Linked DNA regions of Mus musculus: regions 2 and 3 are each linked to region 1. The links are chromatin contacts, called in public Hi-C and HiChIP or PLAC-seq maps. All regions are on one chromosome and are shown on one strand. The core of a region is the stretch at or near the end of the contact, and the rest is flanking DNA. Distances in the headings are between cores, read along the strand shown. Region 1 overlaps Bmper (BMP-binding endothelial regulator). Region 2 overlaps Bmper (BMP-binding endothelial regulator). Region 3 has its middle 110 kb from the start of Gm39311.

Region 1 (2,700 bases), core at 122-2,621:
GTAGCTGTGTATGCAAGGTATATGTAAAATAGAATTAATTTGGGTTTTAGACGTGCCTTTTGTGTCCAAGAATAATGTATGTATGTGGTTGTGTCTGTATATGTATATATTTTGGAAAGATTTGAAATCTCAAGCACCCCTTGTCTCAAAAATTTTAGTCAGAGCATCTTTGACATCATAGCCTAAGATTGCCATAAAAATGAAACTTGTGCCAGCATTAACTCTGGGGACCAGTGTCTTAATAGGCACATGTGGTCTGATATATGACGTTATGAAGAAGGGATGCCTTTTAGGTACCAGAATAAGCATGATAGCTGTTAAAAATCACAACTCTGCTGGATAGACACATGTAGGACTTCTTTTAATATTCATATCCTTGTATAAAAGTAGAAGGTGCTATATAGAACAAGGAAGCTATCAAAAGGAAGAAGGGACAAGAGAAGGTAACAGAAGGGCAAACAGACACATGCCATGTGTTCCCATGTGCAGAATGGGGATGGAGAATGAGGCCAGGTCGTGGATGTGTATGCAGAGGATCAGAGTGCAATGATATACATATATGAAAGCTTAATAAAGAAACCCATTATTTCATATGACCACTTCAATTAATTATAGAAGTTAAAACCACAGTAAGCACTGTTACCTTTAAAATAAATCTCTGTAATCACAGAGACCTATGTTAGTCCACAAAAATATCAGCTTCCAAAGAAGCTCAGAGGATAATGGCCTGTGCTGGGTTTCTTGTGCTTTTCCTGCTTCTGCTATTCAGGCAATGCCATTTATCTCTCAGGCAATGTTATAATGATTAAAAAATCAATTTGTGTGAAGTGCAGTCGTGCATGTCCTGTATTCCCAGCACAAAATAGACTGAGGCAGGAGGATTGAGAGTTCTGCCACAATGTGGGCTAGGTAGTAAATAGATGAGAATTTCCCAGTATCTGTAGTCTTAAGTAGTTTTCTTTTTTAAAAGGTCCTGATGAGCAGTATAGTATATCGTGTATAAAAGTCCGGCAATTACAGCAGGCATTCACTGTAAATACCTCTCTATCGAGATGGCTTGGTAAGGCTTTTGTTAACTTAGTTGTTGCACATTCACTGTTCCCAAGGCCGGAGTGGGGGCAGACTTCAAGGAAGGAAGGACTCCGAAGGCAGGAATGTAACCTTGTAAACTTGTGGTTACCTTGGAAGGAACGGAAGGGTCATTGTAGCCTGGCACACCAGGGTTCATTCTGTGTCATTTCAGTAGACAGACGTGATCTCTAGAGGACTGGATGCCAAGAAGAAAGAAGTGTCAGAGTCAGATGGTGTGCAGACTGTTCTTCTAGGCCACACAATTGTCCAGTGAGACTTCTTTTTTGTATGTCTATCCGTGTGTGTTGAGAAGTTGACCATGTGACTGACTGTCCAGTCTAGGATATGAAGATCTGGAAACCCTACCCCACAGCCCCTCCCTTTTCTGTAATTTCCCAATTTGCTTGGTTCTGTAACCAAGAAAATTCCACAGATGCTCAAGGTCCATCTCATGTATCTTGCAACAGGAAGGCCTTCTGGCTGCCCTTGACACACCCAATGGAATCTGTCCACAACTTCTCAATTGCACTGGCTTTCTGCCACAACAGATTGTTTAGAGTTTGATATTTAGTCTTCGTGTTCTCTCTCTCTCTCTCTCTCTCTCTCTCTCTCTCTCTCTCTCTCTCTCTCTCTCCCTCCCCTCCCCCCCTCTCCTCCCCCTCTCCTTTTCAGTGAAGACTGTCTGCTTTAGTCTATGTGTCTTGCTTTCTTCCTTCGATAAGCATAGACTTCACTAGGAGTCTTTCACTTAGGAGTCAGCCAAAGGTCTAACCTGGGGTAAAGTGGAGGAGGGGAGGGATGAGGCTGGGCCCCAGATCTCTTTTGTATCGGTAACAAGAAAAGCCAGCTAGACTCCCATCCTCAGTGCTCTATGGCTTTGTTCACACACTACAGAGCAGCTCAGACTTGGAGTGCTGTCCTGCCAACCCCAGCAGTCATAATATTCTGGTCAGAATTTGTGTCACAGTGGACAAATGCGACAGTGGTGCCAAACTGTAGCTGGCCCACACAGGAATGATCTGGAAATAGAAATAGAAATAGAAATTTCTTCCTGTGTTGGCTCTGCAAGCTTTTCTATTCTTTCTTTAACCCAATAAAACAACTCACACCTTGGTCCAAGTCATTGGATCCAGTAGCCTCTCTTTACATATTACAGTGCCATTTCCCTCTTGTGGACAGGTAAGCCCAAGTGTGTTTAAGTGTCCATATAGCCTTCAGGAGAATGTGGACCTCTGTTACCTGGATCAGATTTTTTTGATGCATAATGTGATATAGATAGGCCACCTCTCCATTGTTACCAAGCCTGGATGCTTCTTTGAAACTCAGATTCAACAATGAGGGCAGAATTTTAAGGGTTAAAGTGTAGATGAATCATTTAGTAGTCTCATGGTAGCTGACCCACTTGACCATGGCTGCCTCTCACTTCTCTTGACCTCTTCTCTGAGTTTCCCAAACATCAACCAGCCTAAGATAGTTTCACCAGCTTCTAAGAACAGATACAAACAAGGACAGCCATGACCACAATGTGGTTTTCTAGGTTTCTTTTTTTTTTTTTTCTTTTGTCTTTTCTGCTGCTGCTAAGTTTTGCCCCATTGGTCCTTAGTCTCAGAAAAATTGACCTACAGGTTG
Region 2 (2,700 bases), core at 141-2,640, 210 kb before region 1:
CATATTGTAGGACATTTGTGATACTGTTTCGTGGTTTAATCATACTGTCTGCCAGCAATAGTCTTGCTTCCACCTCTGCCACTATATTGGCTGCTGAGTTCCTATCTTCAGTTTATTGTTATTATTTTTTTTAACATAGATAAAACATGGGATAATAGTTTCTACAGTCTATAATAGGATTGGTTCTTGAAAAGTGTTTTGGAAAAAAAATATCTTCAGGACACTTGTGGAAATATTCAAGAGCATCTCCACGGAATTTCTCCTTTCCATGTGTGGAAGCAACTAGAATCATTTCATGTTGGTGCTTAGTTGTCTTCAGTACTCATGATCCCACTCTCTCCAGACAGGAGACAGTTCTGTAGGCAGGAGGCAGGCTCAAGGCTGCAACTCCTAAGGCCGGGGAGCTCCGTGCTGCCATCTGGCGGCAAGTGTCAGACTCAGCAAGCTGGCTGCTGTCATCCTGTCTGTACTTGGCTTCTGCTGGAGCTGTGGTTTGGCTGGCGTCCTTATGGAGTTTTCTTGCCAGACATGTAATTTTTTTTTAAACTCTCTATACCACCCCCTTACTTTTTGCATGTTAACAAGTTGTTGAGGGTGCATTTCAAGGCTATGATTTTTTTTGGGGGGGGGAAGCATTTGTTGATATTAAGGTGTCTGTGGTCCATCTTTCTGAAAGGAGACACTGGTTCAGACTTACCTCCCCAGCTGGCTGATCCTAGAGATGGTAAGCACAGAGACATGGTGACCGAGAAAGCAAAGAACCATGAAGTGATCGCAAACACGATGGCTAGGTTATTATGTTTTCACCTTCTCCTTGTGTGAATATGGCCTTTTGGCCATTGTTTCTGTTTGCTTAGAATGCATGATTCTGCAAACCCACCTAGAATTTGTGGAAAACTTAGGGTATCAGTCTGCCTTTTCAGAGGTGTGATAGGCCTGGCCCTGTTGATATCTGATCATAGTCATATTTCTTGTCTCCTCAAAGCAGACAGTGTCTGTAACAGTCCCATGACTCTGAGGCTGGTCCTTGGAGTGATTCTGCTGGAAACGGGACTCGTCTCACATGTGGAAATATACTAGGAGGACCCAAGCGGGATATTGTTTTCTCTCACTCTGTATCCTGAATGCCCACAATGTACCCAAGTACTGAAGTGTAGGTAGCATTTGCATGGCAGAGATCAGTGTTCCAGACCTCTCTCACTTGTGTTTGTTGCTCCGTGGGGACATGTCCCAGCCTTACTTCTTTATCTGTAGAATCAGGCTAAGATGAAGTTCTGTGTGATCTTCCTTAGCTCAGAGTCTAAATATCATCAGAGGAAGTGAGCAGTATGTGTGAATCACTATCAGAAAGTGTTTGCTGAGTTAAAACCCGAACCGAATGAGTCGCACGCTTAGCCTCAGCTGTGATCTGTGCTGTGAGGATGACAGACTCCTGAACACGGGGCTTTGTGTATAACACTCCTTGCCAGAGCCACTGTCTCCAGGATATGGGGTTTTGTGACTTGTCCAAGCCCAGGAAGCCAGGCAAGTGGTGTTAATTACCTGTGTCTGAATTTCCCATGTAGCTGTTAGGCTCAATTAAGGGGATGAGGAAGCAGGGTCCCCACGGTGATCTTGCAGCTCTATTATTTCTTTCCTCAAGGGCCTGGGATTCTAAGCCCATCCTCACATCCACACCAACCAGATTCCAAACAGACTCCAAAAATGATGGGATCTGGCAGTTCCAACATGACCCCAATAGGATGTAAAAAATCCTAAGGGTAAACAGAAAGGAAATTGTATCCCCTAAATATATACCCAAAGCTTAGGTATACATGCCTGTCTGTCTGTCTGTCCACACATATTTAAAACTTCAGATGTGACTGTACAAACCATTTGCCTGGAATGCCGTGCATGGTGGACAACAGCTAAAATGCTCTTTATTGTGAATCTTGGGATCCTGTTGTGGGTTTTGACTCTGTTCTGGCTTTCTAATTCAGCCAGCAGTTCTAAAGAACATGCGCACCTTCCCACTCACCCGCTCTCACATTGCTTCTCCCCATCACTCTGACTGTCCTGAAAGTTTGAACTCTGAGGACTCCTCCTTTTAGAGAGGACACTGTCTTAGGGGGACCCTTCTCCAAGTTTGCTGCACTCATAAATGCACTTGAGACTGAATCTCTGCTTGCGATATTCATATCAGTCCCAGTCTTCCCGGGGTGAGGGAGTCTGCGCTAAAATAGGAGTTGTAGAATCCACGCGTGGCAAATGGAGTCACAGCTAGTAATTTTAAGCAGTGCACACGTACATAGGCATACACGTGCACCCGTTAGGTGCTCTTGTTGCCTTCAGTGGGAATATGGCCAATAATACCTAAAATTTTAAAAATGTATCACTAACCATCATCGTTGGGACGAGAAGACCTGGAGAATTGGAGGGCTTGGAGCCAGGCCACCTGGTCTGCTGTCTCCATAGGCTCTAGACAGCTCCGTCATCTGCCTCATCTTCACTGGACACAAGGACACTCTTACAGCTGTGCTTTATCGACTTAGCCTTTTTACATCATTCAGATCAGCGCTGCAGTGGGTGGGAGGCACAGGCAGCTTTCCTTAAGAGCTCCTCAGCAGTGGTAGGGCTGCTCTAACGAACAGATGAGAAGGGAGACTACTGTACCACAGGATCTGAATGAATGAGTGAGGTTAGCTCTGTGGGTATAACAAC
Region 3 (2,700 bases), core at 32-2,531, 230 kb after region 1:
CAACCCAGAATAATGGAACACACTGCTTTTTCTACCTAATGTTTAAAACATAAGAGCATATCTTTAAACTTTTGGACATGTAGCTAACAGTGTACGGCCTCCTGAATACAATAACAGTGTTATTGACATAAGAAAATTGGCATTCAAGCCCAGACTGGTAAAACTAAAATTAGTTATGGTGTCAGGTCACATGACCAGATGAATGCAAACCTACTCATGACTCTAGGATGACTGGTCATAAGAATTCTTCAAAATGTGTTTTTATTTACTGTACCTTCTTACTTTTTCTTAGTTTTATTCCATTAATTTTCAACATGCAGAAATAAATTAATCTCTTGTTTTCCCTTGAAGTTTCTGAGGTAGTAGCTGGTATCCTTGAAGTTAAACTAGCTATGATAGCTATGCCATGTTTAGAATCTACTAGGTCTATAAATCTCTCTTCAGCTGAATACTGTTATTCTTCTCCAATTTCATCCACTGAATCTTAGAAATCAAACCATTTCAGTGATACCAACCATTTAACTCTGAAAATTCATTATCAAACCAAAATGATGCTGAGGACATGTGTTCCAGTGCCCCACACCCTGACCTGGATTGTCTTCCAAGGCTTGTTCTCATGTGGTGCCCAGCGGCAGAAAGGATAACAGAATTAGGTCTTGCTTCCCAGAAAGAGTGGTAGTTCCCCACTTTGTCTGTGACTCTCAGGCACTTACTGAACTTGACTATTTCATCTTACAAGTGAGGGCTGGTTTAATATGGATTCCATGGGTATCTTCACCTATCTCACTAATGTTCCCCAAGCCCCTTGACTTTGGACCTTTAGCAATTTACTGAATTTTGTAGTAAACATCTCTTTCTCCTTTTAGAGAAGGACCAACACCTAAAAGGCCATTTTTCACCTCAAGCACATATCATTTTTAGCAGAAGCATTTAATAGTACTGTGTTGGTCCCTGCAAGTTACTTGTATATAACGCATTATGCTACACTGTATATTAGCTATTCATCTTCTGAGATAAAACCTAGCCATTGCCATTACTAATAGTTGCCGACTCTAAATGTCAGCATCCAAATTTCAGACCATCCTCACTTCCTACCTTCCCAGCCCAGTCTCCCTTCTACTCCCACTCCGGTGATTTTTCAGCCTTCCAGCAACAACCCATTAACCTCACCACATTTTCTGCCCATTAACCTCCTCACATCTTTGCTCCTGTAGTCATCTCTCTAAGATTCTATGATTCATCATAATAACTGCCTTTTTACACAATCTCAAGACACTATTCCACTCACTCTGAAAATGCCAACCTTGGTTAAATATCCACCCACTCTGAACTTGACTCAATTGGTCAGCTGTGACTAAGAAAAACCATAAAACCATTATGCTTCATCTCCCTTTAAGTAGATTCTGGGAAATTCCCCTCATTTTCCCAAGGGTTCTGTTTATCTCTTCTTTTCCTGATCCTCCTCAATTTTCTCCTTTTGATTCATTCCTGGTTGATAACTTGGGTTGTATTATTTAGTGAAAATACATTAATTCAGAAAGGGAGTCTCACATTTCAATTCTGTCACTTTACTTGTGACATGGTTGAAGTATAAGGAAATTCCTTGCCCTGGAATTTGTCTCTTAACCCACATGGAAGGTGCTTCTGCAGATATGTCCTCTCTACCTTACCTCTGTTATGGTTCATATAATATATAACTCACATACCATCAAACACAAAGTACACATATCAACTGTTTTATCGTATTCATAAAGTTGTAAGCATCACCACTATTACTTGCCATGATATTCTCATCACCTTTAACATATGACATAGTTTGCTTCCTTTTACAACCCCCAATGCTAGGACAATGCTAATCTCTTTTTAATCTCTCTAAGCTACCTTTACTTTCTATATTATGTATAGATGAAATAATGCATGCCCTTTTGATATTTGACATATATAATGTAGTAAAATGCTCCGAAGCCTTATCTATGCTACAGCATGAGTTAGACTTTCATTCTTTTTTCATTGTCTACTTCTATTATATGGTTAAATCATTTTTGTTTATACAGCAATAACTTAATAGAAGTATAGATAACAGTTGCATTAATCTTCACTGTTATATTGCTATTCACTTCTGCTTGGAGACAGTTAATAGATAAGATACAGTAAATAAGCAAAATTTACAAGGTTCAAGGAACTATTGAAACTTAAAAGATCCACACCAAGGTTATACAGAATTACTAGGAGAGGAAAATTCCAAGTCAGCTGTTGCTGAGCAGCCTGTGAGATAGAACAGTGAAATGCAGGCTTGTAGCTTCTGTGTGCTCTCACCCAGGCTGTGGTACCCTGTTCAGAGATGCAGGGAGCCTTCAGTCATCCATGGTCAAGTGTAAGCAACCTTTCAGTCATGCTCCTTAGACTAACTCCAACAAACTTGGTGGGTCACTGAACCAGCCTTGTGGGGGATTGTTTCCATGGTCTGTTGTCAGCACACTATCTTGATTCACTAGAAAATATCAGGCAACACAGTAGGCACCTGAAGTGGGACTAACAGAATCAAACTGAGTTGAATAGAGCTAATTGTACATCCACTAAAATGGGAGCAGACACATGCAACAAAGGCTTATGTGTATGACAGTGGAGCAATCAATGAGCTGAAATCAATACCTTAGATGAAGCTCAGGAAATAGGATTTAAAAGAACATTCACAAGTGT

The links. Hi-C and Micro-C count contacts between places; a contact is called where the count stands out from the background. HiChIP or PLAC-seq counts read pairs in DNA pulled down with a chosen protein or histone mark.
Region 2: a contact with region 1 is called in an H3K27ac HiChIP or PLAC-seq map of the NIH/3T3 cell line, with 7 times the contacts expected there. The contact joins two enhancer-like sites. A contact is called at or near these places in 1 of 15 datasets of contacts at CTCF or cohesin (the NIH/3T3 cell line), 5 of 484 Hi-C or Micro-C datasets (the HL-1 cell line, Sertoli cells, adipose-derived mesenchymal stem cells and 2 more) and 1 of 115 datasets of contacts at active chromatin or transcription factors (the NIH/3T3 cell line).
Region 3: a Hi-C map of adipose-derived mesenchymal stem cells shows a contact between it and region 1, with 3 times the contacts expected there. The contact joins two enhancer-like sites.

The regions. Positions count from the first base shown.
Region 1 is chr9:23,463,965-23,466,664 of GRCm38.p6, forward strand. The region is part of intron 13 of Bmper (BMP-binding endothelial regulator); the gene reads left to right. Among named protein-coding and RNA genes, the nearest start is that of Gm39311, 120 kb to the right of the region's middle. Within about 2 kb of position 1,372, at least 44 of the 459 cell types and tissues checked have an H3K27ac peak or open chromatin away from gene starts, as enhancers often do. A contact at or near this core is called in the NIH/3T3 cell line and adipose-derived mesenchymal stem cells, where this site is marked.
Region 2 is chr9:23,249,816-23,252,515 of GRCm38.p6, forward strand. All of the region lies in intron 2 of Bmper (BMP-binding endothelial regulator), which reads left to right. Among named protein-coding and RNA genes, the nearest start is that of Bmper, 28 kb to the left of the region's middle. Within about 2 kb of position 1,391, at least 22 of the 459 cell types and tissues checked have an H3K27ac peak or open chromatin away from gene starts, as enhancers often do. A contact at or near this core is called in the NIH/3T3 cell line and adipose-derived mesenchymal stem cells, where this site is marked.
Region 3 is chr9:23,693,435-23,696,134 of GRCm38.p6, forward strand. No RefSeq gene overlaps it. Among named protein-coding and RNA genes, the nearest start is that of Gm39311, 110 kb to the left of the region's middle. Within about 2 kb of position 1,282, at least 32 of the 459 cell types and tissues checked have an H3K27ac peak or open chromatin away from gene starts, as enhancers often do. A contact at or near this core is called in adipose-derived mesenchymal stem cells, where this site is marked.